Linked DNA regions of Arachis hypogaea: region 1 is linked to region 2. Evidence: chromatin contacts called from public Hi-C data. All regions are on one chromosome and are shown on one strand. The core of a region is the stretch at or near the end of the contact, and the rest is flanking DNA. Distances in the headings are between cores, read along the strand shown.

The links. Hi-C and Micro-C count contacts between places; a contact is called where the count stands out from the background.
Region 1: a Hi-C map of leaf shows a contact between it and region 2, with 2.4 times the contacts expected there. The contact joins the promoter of LOC140176557 here to the enhancer-like site in region 2. A contact is called at or near these places in 2 of 8 Hi-C or Micro-C datasets (both in leaf).

Annotation. Positions count from the first base shown.
Region 1 is chr2:12,188,648-12,194,502 of arahy.Tifrunner.gnm2.J5K5, reverse strand. It overlaps LOC140176557, which reads right to left and starts at 4,051. Exons shown (of 2, transcript XM_072208081.1): 1 at 3,414-4,051; 2 at 2,687-3,110. The coding sequence starts at 4,051. The coding sequence ends at 2,687.
Region 2 is chr2:12,124,939-12,130,943 of arahy.Tifrunner.gnm2.J5K5, reverse strand. No RefSeq gene overlaps it. Among protein-coding and RNA genes, the nearest start is that of LOC112737817, 31 kb to the left of the region's middle. Within about 2 kb of position 1,648, at least 2 of the 3 cell types and tissues checked have open chromatin away from gene starts, as enhancers often do.

The DNA.
Region 1 (5,855 bases), core at 2,802-5,301, 61 kb before region 2:
GTTGCAAGAGCAACTTGCAAAATGTGAAGCTGCTCAAAATAATCATGGCAGGCAGAGTGATGACAATTCTTCTTCGTTTGAATATTTGTCCATACGAAGAGCACGACACAACATGACTCACAAAGTTAAAGATTTAGGAATCAAAATTGATGTTCCTGAGTTTGAAGGGAGACTCCAACCAGATGATTTCATCGACTGGCTTTGCACAGTTGAAAGAGTATTTGAGTTAAAAGACATTCCAGACGACAAGCACGTGAAGCTTATAGCAATCAAGTTGAAGAAGCATACGCCAGTTTGGTGGGAGAATCTCAAGCGTCAATGAGAAAGAGAAGGAAGAAGAAAGATCAAGACATGGGATAAACTACATCGTGCGCTCAAGCGTAAGTTTCTTCCTAAACATTACAGGCAAGATACCTTCATCAAATTTCATAATTTGAGGCAAAGGTCGTTATCTGTGGAAGAATATACAATGGACTTCTTCGAAGAGATGCTTATGAAGTGTGACATTCAAGAGTTTGAAGAACAAACAATTGCTCGTTATCTTGGAGGACTGAACACAGAAATTTCTGATGTTGTTCAGTTGCAACCATATTGGACCTTGGATGATGTCATTAGGCTGTCATTAAAGATTGAAAAGCAAAGAACACAAAGGAATAACACTCAGTCACCGAAGAACAAAGAAGTCATCCTTGATGTTCAACAAGAAGTGAAGACAGGATTTTTTAGGGCAATAAGGAGCGTGGATCATCAGGTAGGAAATGCTTCAAATGTCAAGGTTTTGGGCATATTGCTGCTGATTGTCCAAAATGAAGGGTTATCACTCTTATCGAAGAAGAGGTTAATGAAAACCCAATTCAGGAGCAAGAGGAGGAAGGTGAGGTTGACTATGCTATTGAAGAAGTTCCACCCGATTTTGGAGAAGATTTAGTAGTTTGTCGAAACTTGAATACTGCAAGGATAATAGAAGACGAGAGTTGGTGACGCCACAATATCTTTCACACAAAATACACCGTTGAAGAGAAGGTTTGCAAGGTCATCATAGACAGCGAAAATTGTGAAAATGTTGTTTCAAATTATATGGTAGACAAACTGAAGCTTCCAACCGAGTTACATCCTCATCCTTACAAGTTGCATTGGTTAAAAAAGGAGAATGAAGTTAAAGTAACAAGGTGATGTTGTGTCCAATTTTCTATGGGAAGCAAATACAAGGATAAAGTATGGTGTGAGTCATCCCGATGGACGCGTGTCATTTACTGTTAGGACGTCCTTGGTAATATGATTGTCGAGCTATTCATGATGGTTTCAAAAATACATACTCCTTTATCAAAGATGGCAAGAAGATCGTATTAACCTCGTTACAACATGTAGATGGTCAAAAGAATCAAGTTGAGCTATGCTTTTTCACATCTTTCAAATGCACTCACCAATGAAATCTTTTGCCAATGCAAGATGAGCTTTTTTCAACCCAGGGAGGATAATGCAGGAGCCCTTTCCAACCCAGGGAGAATGATGCGAGAGTTGTATCTTTATGTTTGTGTCGTTAATTAAAGTAGTCTAGTTTAGCATATATTATTATATTGTGTTATGAGTTAGTCCTACATCGTCCGAGTCATGAAAGTTCCCCTTTTTCTACTAGTATAAATATGCGTATGTACCCCTTTTGTTTATGAATTGAATTGATTGAGTTATATATTTAAGCTGTGTGCTTATTTTCCTCTAGGCTCTTTGAGAGTAAGAGGTGCATCCTTGGCTTAGCCAACCAAGGTGGGTTCTTAGCTATTTTCACCATAGTGGGGTTGTTAACCTCGCCAAAATTGGTGACCCAAGCGACGTCCCGACGTCACCACTGTAAATAATGAAATACATGCATGAAGAACTCTGTTTCATTTCGTATTATCCGTTGACGGAAGGACATACATGTCCACCATTTATTATCCTCAAAGACCTAATTATATACTTTTTTTCTTCAAGAACTAATTAGTCCAAAATCAAAATCTTCGAAAATCTAATTGTCACTTAAAAAAAAAAGAAAAGAAGTGGCTATAAACCACATGAGAGAGAGAGAGAGATAGAGAGAGAAAGAGAGTATTGGTATTTAAAAGAAAGAAAAAAAACAAAGAAGAAAGGAGAAGAACATCAACGAAGAGGGAAAAAAAAGGAAAAAATAACAGTGCCATTTTGATCTCGTTGAATTGATATATTCAAATCATCACATTTTGAATTTTAAATTTGAGAAAAGTTTAATAAGAGTTGTGAATAATTAAAAAGAAAAACTTATTATACAAATTTAATCTGATTATTTAAATAACTTGATCGAATCAATACTTCAATAGCACCATAGCACTACAAGTTTACAACATACCATGCAAAACAAAAAAGACAAGAAAAAAGGAAAAAAATGTACATCACAACAAAATTTTTCTTCTTCTTTTTCTACCACAATAGTTCGGTGCAAACCTTACTTATTGTGGAGAGGATGTCACTTTATTTTGACCTTAATACTTAGTACTGACCAATATACATACTTAATCAGACTAATACGAATTTCACTTAGTAGGATTTAAGGTATAGAATGTTTGAAGAAAAGCAAGAACCAATGCAAACACAACAGCAAAAAAGGTAATGTAAGACCATGGGGTATTGAAGTAAGTGTTGTATAATTGAGCCCACCAAGTCTTCCATTTGTTTACGCAATGCTTTTGGATTTGCCACTTGATTTCAGCATATTTATTATTGTAGTTGAGATCTTGTTTAGCAATACATGGCCTAGTTCATTGAAGAATTTGGCCACTTCTTCATCATTTCCAAGGGAGTTTTCTAGGACACCAGCTTCTCTGAGCTCTTTTACATCCTCAGCGTCATCAATGAAGGAATCCATCAAAGAAAAGAAAGAGTAAAATTCGAAACCGTGACGAAAATCCGGACACATCTCGTATGCAATCAAGTTGTGATAGAGATAACGTGTGAGGTCATTAATCACAATCCGTGGAAGCATCAAGTGTCCTCTAAACAAGTTGGAGGTGAAAGAAATGTCAAGCCATTTCCATTCATCAGTTTGGCTTACTTTCACTTGAATACCCGCTTTTTTAAGATCCCCTATGTTCTTATAGCTATTCCAATAAATCTTTGGGAAGAGAGATTCAATTTTATTTTTTATTTTAAGGAATGGTCCTGGAAATACCTTTTCTATTGATGAAATAACAATACGCACACAAATTCCAGGACACCACAGGAACCGTACCTTTACCTCTTCTCGGGATTGACTACCTTTATAAGAGTAATATGAGCGAATACAGTCCAGTATATGAGTTGGTACTTCACTATCATCATCTCGTCTTCAAAAAAAGGTGGCTAAATCTTGTGGATGCTTTGGTAGGCCGCGGAATAGAAAACTTAACAAAAATGTTTCCAACCGAACTGGAGAATCACCGATCAGTAAGTACAACAATTTTGCTGGAAGTTGGTTTTCCAACAAGATAATATCTTTCCATATACACCACAACTGGTCAAACTTTAGCATCACCAGTTCTGAATCATCAACGTTTTTCATGAAATAGAGCAAAGCACATCCATCCACAAACAACATCTGTGCTAGTTCCTTATCGTTGTACCCTTTAGTCACGTCCTCACTGAACATATCTCTTAACAGCTGTATGTGTTGTGTTACAGTTTCATAGAGAAACCTTTTTGAATCTTCAACTTGTCTACCTCGACTGCATGCGAATTGCGTAATATAACGGAACGCCCAAAGGTATTTGAATTGTTGTCCCAGTTGGAGATCACCATTCTGCCGATGGTGATGCATGGGACCAAATGACATCATTTCGGGTGAACAGAAGCTAGCAAAGTTGGGATTTTGACGCAACAAAGCAGGGACCTTTTGGATCTTGGATATGCCACTTGGACTGAGAATATTTGCTTGCACTATTGGCAGCCCAACCCCTAACAGTCGGGTAGCACAAGCCATCTCTTCCAATATTGCCTCCTCAGCATCTTGTTCCACTGAGGAAATCTCAATACCATTTTCAACATCTCTGCCATCCGCATCCATTATCCAACGGTTATTTGCTTTTTCTCTTCTTATTGCGACAAATCAAAATATATTAATTCTTGCAGAGAGGCAATGTCCAATTTAAAAGAAGATAAACTTTTAGGAATCAAGATAACAAACATTCAAAACTTAACTAGAAAAAATGAGTTGATAATCAAATTATTCCTGAAAGATAAGATATTTTTTAAAATTCAGTCTTAAAATTTTTTTTCAATCAAATTAGTCATTTAAAGATTGTGAATTAATCATATTTGTCCTTCAGTCACTCCATTAACAACTTTCTTTAAAAATTGATGTTATAAAACGTCAATTGATAACATATATAATATGTGATAGGTCTAATTGAATATTGACTAAATATGTTTATGAAAATTTATTGATTTAGTTATTTTTCTCAATTACAAAAATCTTATTCCTAATATGACCAAGTGACTAATTTGATAGATTTTTGTAAACATATTTAGTCATCGTCTAATTGAACATGTTATGTGTCATGTATGCTATCAGTTTAACATTTCACATTATCAATCGTTGATGAAAATTATGAGTGGAATAACTGAAGGATAGACATGATTAATTTGTAATCTTTAAATGATCAATTTGATTGAAAAAATCATTCAGAGACAAATTTAAAGAATATTTTATCTTTCAGAAACTAATTTGACTATTAACTCAAAAAAAATATATTGAAACACTTAAAAATAAGAACCACATTTAAAATTATAGATATTAAAATCGTACCGATAATTCACTCAATGAGAATACTCAATCATTGGATCCTTAAAGTTCAATTGTTAGATTATTAGTTGAACCAGTTAATCTGATTATTATTAAATAATTATATAAATTTTTAGTTTTTTATAATAATTTTTTAATTTTATTTTTATATTAAAATAACTATTTTTAATTTGAATAACTAACTAAGTAGTTTATTTCTATTATATTCTTATATATTATATGTATTTATTGAAAAAAAATTAATAAATATCATATATTTGATATTTTTTATTTGTACATTTAGTAGCATTTATATTTATATAATAATTATGCATGATAAAAAATAATTAATTTAAACATAAATGGGTATAAAGTAAAATAATATATAATAAAATTATTGTATGTTTTTACTATATAATTAAGAGTTTAACTACTATGTACCATAAGGATACATGATAAATTTATTATTAGTAAAAAATTTTAAATATTTTTATTTAATAAATATATTAAAAATTTAAATTTTTTATATTTTTAACGAAAATTTTTTTAATTTGTAAACTTAACATGTTCTCTTAGAACACATAATAGATAAATCTCATAATTAATAATTTTTTTAAACCAAAAATAGGGAGACTCGAACCCGCAACCTTTAAGTTAGGGCTGGAAGTGAGTTGAGTTGAGTCGAGTTAGACCAAACTCAAGCTCGACTCACGAAAATTAAGCTTGGCTCACGGCTCAACTCATTAATAATTGAGCTTATTTCGTAAGTTCAAGCTCGACTCAACGAAAACTCACAAGGTGGCTCAAATAATAGGAACATAATTGTTCTTGCCTGAGTAGGTAAAGATATAACTCGGTTCTTGACGAAAGTCGGCGATCCTTCCCAGCGAAATATGGTATACGTCAGTTGACCCGAACAGGGGGGGTGAGTACCTGCAAAGGTACTCCGATGTTTAAGTTAGCAAAAGGATGTATGTCTGTGAAAGCTATTTTTCATGGAAAGATGATCTTACCTTTGATTATCTCCTCGTCCCTTTATATCTATGCGGGCGAGGTTGATTATTGTAATGCCTGAGGAGAGGTTTAA
Region 2 (6,005 bases), core at 399-2,898:
GCGTATATGAGGAAAGTTGGTTGGGAACTTATTGAAAGCAAAAATTTCTTATGGACAAGAGTTCTAGAGCAAAATACAAATGTCGCAATGACATTATTCCACAAGTTGACAGAAGACGCAATGATTCAAACCTTTGAAAGGGGATATGCTCAGCTAGCTTCATGGTTCGTCGTTCTCGAGGGCTCTCGATCCCCTTGTTCACCAATGTTTGCTCTCTTGTCCTGTTTGAAGCGTCCCCGCGTGTTCAGTCTCGCTGCATCCCGCGAGTGCTGGAGGGCCGCCACGTGCTCGGCATCGATGAAACTGGCAGCGGTAAGACCGCCGCTTTCGCCCTCCCGATCCTCTACCGCCTGTCGGAGCACCCGTTCGGTGTGTTCGCGTTGGTGGTGACGCCCACTAGGGAGCTGGAGTTCCAGCTAGCAGAGCAGTTCCGCTTAACTGAGATAATTAGCAATTCCAAACAGCCATCTGAATGGCATCCAAAGAGCCACTGGTGATCTCTAACAAGGACGTGATGAGGAAATGGTCAAGGGACATGATTTTAACATTAAAATTGTTGGTTCTGAAATCACACGTGAGAATGATGGCTTGGCAATGAGTTCGCGTAATGTGCGCCTTTCTACGAAAGACAGGCAAAATCTATGATTTTATTTTATTCAGATATGTATATTTTAATTAGTTCATAGTAGTCATGGTATTTAATATGAAGCACTTGTTATGATAGTAATGATAATTGTAACGCTGAGCCTATAAAGTCTTTATAACTAAAACTAACAAAACTTTTTTTCCCGTTCCATCTGTTGCAGGCACTATCCATAAATAAATCTTTGTTAAAAGCTAAATCAGCAGCAGCAGATGGTCAGGTGCATTGTGAGAAGTTGAGAAACTTAGTGGTCCAATGTATTACTTACTAAGGCTGGTCGACAGATTGATTATGCTGAGGTGAGTTCTTGTGTTCAATTAATTTGGATTATTTAATGAGATCTCTCTATAGTTTAATTACATATTCAACTTCAAAAACATTCAGTCTCGGTTAATATATTATTAGATATTTACAAGTGATGTGCAATATGATTATTGCTAAAGATATCCAAGTTGTATAATTGGTCAGGGAAATTGGATTTGCTTTTATTGCTGTTGTCCTTATTCTTTCTATGGGTGGTCCTGGGAGTTCATTGGACGATTTAACATGATTATGGTTATAAATATTATTATAAATAACAATGTTGGACAAATTTTGAATATAAATAACTTTTTGAGACATTTCATACTTGGATTATATATTTCTCATATGCATGTAGTGGAACAAAATTGTCTTTGCGGTACACATATATAGAGGGAGTAACGCAAACTGAAAGAATACCTATGCAACTCAAAATGCTGTTTTTTATGCACCTATTTCAGTTAGCAGCAAGATCCATCATCAATTTTCTAGAGTCATGCCGTTGGTGTAATCACATTTCAACTTTTGGGATTTTGCCTTGCTGTTTTAAAATAGTCTATTATTTTCTGTATCTTCTAAAATAGAGACATTGGACACTGTTGCAAAAGTCTCTTTTGTTTTCTTTCGCTGTCCCTCACTACTACCAAATACTAAATAGGATACAAAAATTGTTTTTTTCTGGGGGTCTTCACTATCTCTGTCTCTGTCCATACATTGCCCAACCACTATCGTAATGCCAAAGTTTCTTTGGGGGTAGTGTACACTGTGGCTTCCAAACAATCAATTAAGAACATTGAAAAGACACTTTTGTCCCAAGAAATATAGAGAATAGTGAAAAGACATTGACTTAGATGCATGCTAACTAGATATATGCATCTTTTCTGCAGATTGTTGATAAAGAGAATTTGGAGAAAGTGGAATTTATCAATGGCAGCCCTGTTGTCTTGTGTGTTGTAGCATGGTTTGGGAAAGTGAGACTTATAGACAACATGGAAATTAACTTCAAAATAGATGTGAAAAATTGATATAGTTAAGGCACCGTTTGGTTGATGTCTGTGTATGCCAAAGACAGAGACACGGTGGGACGTGTTCTTTGTTTGGCACGTGAGACACAAATTAAAAAAGACACGGTGACACAGAGATACCCACAAAAAACATGTATTTTGTGTCTTTTCAATTAGCTGAGACACTTATTTTTAAGTTGAGACACGGAAAATTTTTACCATTTTATCCCTTCAACCTAATTTTTTTTTCTTCAACCATTCTTCGTTTCCTCTCTCAGCCTCCATTGTTATTGCCCGATTTGGGTTTCAATGGCGTCGCTTCCATCCTCTCTTTGGCGGCACTGTTTGTCTTCTGTTTTCTCCTTGCAGGTGGCGTCACCGCAAATAAGAAAGTCTCTCTGCCTCACCCTTCGATCAGCATCAACAACGACTGTGTAACAATGAAGATGCTCTCCCCCATTCGTATTTTGTTCTTCTTCTCTTCATCTTCTTTTCATTCTTCTCCACTTCTTTCTTTTTTGGTCCTGTCCTTTCATCTTTCCTCATTTTCATCTTCTTTTCATTCTTCTCCACTTCTTTCTTTTTTTTCATTTACTCTGTTACCTTATTCTACTCTCATATTCAATTTGTATTTGTTTTAAAACTTTTTTAATAAAATATTTGAATGTTTGTATTATTCAATTAGAATGTTATTGAAGCATTTTTGTTTATTTTATGAATATTAAATTTCGGATTAAATTTTATTTGTGGTGTTCTTTGCCATGGATGAGGTGATAACTTATTCTGTATTTGGATTGATAGAGATTTGTGTTTGTTATGCTAATTTTTAGCAATTTTGGGTAAATTCTTTATGTTTACGAGGTTGATTTTATTTTGGATGAAGAATTACCAAAAATTAGAAAAAATCTGTATTGGTCTTGAAGATGATGATGCCATGGTAAATTGTGATGATTTTGAAGGGGTATGAAAAGCCAGAAGTGGTGATGGTGATACTGGAATGAATGGGGTAAAATTGACTTTTTAATAAAATTGTGAATGGTGTGTTCTGTCCATGTCTTAATTATCAAACAGAATACAAAATTAATGTCTTCTTGTGTCTATGTACTCTTATGTATTTGTGTCTATGTCTTCATAATTTTAAGACATAAACCAAACACAGCCTAAGCTACCATGTCTCATCGTAGCTCTCAAGGATTCGCCACTTGGTAAATAGCTGATGCACAATGCAATGATACACCATCAACGCTCTGCTATTAATCCTGAGCACTTGGGGCTGATTTAATCTTTCCAACAAGTTACAATAGGTAAAAGAAAGTTAGAATGCAACGTTAGAGTGAGTGAAAAGCTAGGAATCAATTTTTGGCCTCTCAAAACCCGAGGTTACATGTTGCAGAATATGCAGTTTCGGACAGCAATTTGTGAACAAAACTGGGAGCAATCTAGCCACTCAAAATGAGTGAAATTATTTTTCTATGAAACCTTAAGATGTTTAGATTATTCCCCTAAAATTTCAGAATTTTCTGATGTGTGGTTTGGGGGATATGATTTTTAGAAAATGGTCATTTTCTGCAGAAACAATGCTGTGTGAATTCTGGAACAGCAACTTCAAAACCACATATCTCAATACTCTGAAACTCTTTGGAGGTGAAACTAAAGAGGAATAAAATATTAGGATGTCTAGTATTTTATGTCCAAATTTAAGGACAATTTGAATTTTATAGAGAAAGTTGTGTCTTCTGGAAGCAGGGCTGTTCACTGCTGCGACAGCACCCTTTCCTTAAAACAAAACCGAGTAAAGTATTGTTTTTGTCCCCAACGTTTGGGGTAAGTCCTATAATTGTCCCTAACGTTTCATTCGTCCTATTTATATCCACAACGTTCCAAAACTGATTCAATGTTACCCTCCCATTAAATCCATTGATGGAACACTAACGGAGATGCCTACGTGGCTAATTTTGTCCACTGTGGCAAATGTTTTTCCTAGTGACCGTTACTGAGAAACAAAAAAAAAGAAATAATAATTTAAATGGGTGAACCCTAATTTGAGAATGCACCTCTTGTCCCTTCTTCTTCTCACCATCGCCATCTCTGTTGCAGTCGTGGGTGAGTCCATGGCTTCGCAGGCCTCCCAGGCGGAGCGTAGTTGCAGTGCTTCGTATCGAAACAGCAGCCAAGGGAGACGACGGAGAACAACTTGTTACTATGGAGAGAGGCCAGTGCTTGTGACTTCATCAATGGCAGAAAATCCCAGAAGGAGGTTTTGGGGCTGTGTTAACTATGGGGTAAGTAGAAAATATAATTGTTGGGTTTAGCTGTTACTTGGTTATCTGATTTGAATTTTCTTTCGGTTTTGGCCTAGATTGGAGAAGAGTGTGGGTACTTTGTATGGGCAGAGTCAGAAAAGGAGCAAGAAGTTGCTCGATTGAAAAGGAAAATCACAGGCTTGAAGGGTAAAGTGACAACACTTGAGAGGATGTTGACAATGGCAGTAGCAGTAGCTCTGGTTGGAAGGACATGTGCTATGATTTTATTGTGTGAAAAATTGTCACTGACAAGAAATGGGAGGTTTTTTCTGCATTAAGGTTGCAGAACATAGGTGCTAGTGTAGGCTTGTTGGCAATATGTTGTCTGTATTCTGGAGTGTGGCTGTAGGGATTGGGTTGGATCAAATGTAAGATGTTGATTGAATGATTTTGAATGAAACTTCATTGTTACCCAATTTTATCTGTTCAGTTTACATTGTCATGGAACATCATTGAAGTAACTATTTGCAACCTTGATTAAATGAGTCAGTGACACAGGAATAACATAAAGGATTAACCTCAACATTAGGCCTATATAGGCGATAGTTCAGAAGTTAACCAACATAGATGTCATGTAGATATCCAAAAACTAGAAATATAAGTCAACCTAGATGCTAAACATTGTTTTTGATGTAGCAGCACCTCCAGATACAAAAAGTGAAACCAACAACCATAGTTTCTAATAGAATACAAAATGCAAAATACAAAAGGTATCACTAGTCATATAAATTCACAAGTGACAGTAAATCACTCAAAATTCTTCCATGCTCTTGGTGGAGTCCTGGCCATGAACCTAAGGTTGGACTGGCTGACCCTCTTTACTGGAGTGGGCAGAACCCTTGCAGTTGTTGGGGCTGGTGCAGAAGCAGTTTGTGAATGATCAACTTTAGCCCTTTTCGCTGCAGCTTGTGATTGCTGTGAGCTGACACCTGACTTTCTCTTTGAGTGTGAGGGTGATTTGTTGTTGTTTCCCTTCTGCTTCCTATTTCCACTTTCAGTAGCCTTACTAGAAGGTGTCTTGGCAGAGAGTCTCACACTTTTTCTGACCCCTCTCTGTGACCTCCCCTTTAAAGCAGAATTACCAGCATTGTCAACCTATACACAAGACAGAGCAACAAATAATTGAGTTACCAAAATGATGAAGACACCAGTAAGCACACCAAGAAATAATAAATGACATATACTTATAGCAGGACTTGGAGTGACTTTGCGCTTCTTTGGACAACTCCTTTTGTTATGACCAGAGCATAAACAATAAGAACACTTTTGTTGCTGTCCTTCACGAGACAGGCCAGTCCTATTTGATTGCTCATCAGCAGCTCGTGTCCTCTTCTTCTTTGGCCTCCCAATGGATTTTCTATAAGTGGGAGGCAACATATCCTCGAATTGAGTTCTGTCCCAAAGGTTTGGTCCATTAACAGGGAACACAACATGTTGGTAGCAGGAGATGTATGCAGCCTTCTTATAGTAGTCAGATACATAGATATCAACGTTGAAGCACATTTTCCTTACACAAGTCATCGCATGTGCACAGGGAATGCCAGACAGTTGGAACTTCCTACACGAGCACTCTTGATTCCTAAGATCCACCACAAATTTTTTCTTCCCCCCTGAATGCTAACCACCTCATATCTATCACGTCCAGCATACACACTCACCCAATTCCCACTTAGTTCTGCCTGTTTTTCTACTTTAATTATAATTCGCGGTAACACATCTCTATTGTAAGGCATTATCCTATCCCTATTGTCAGCA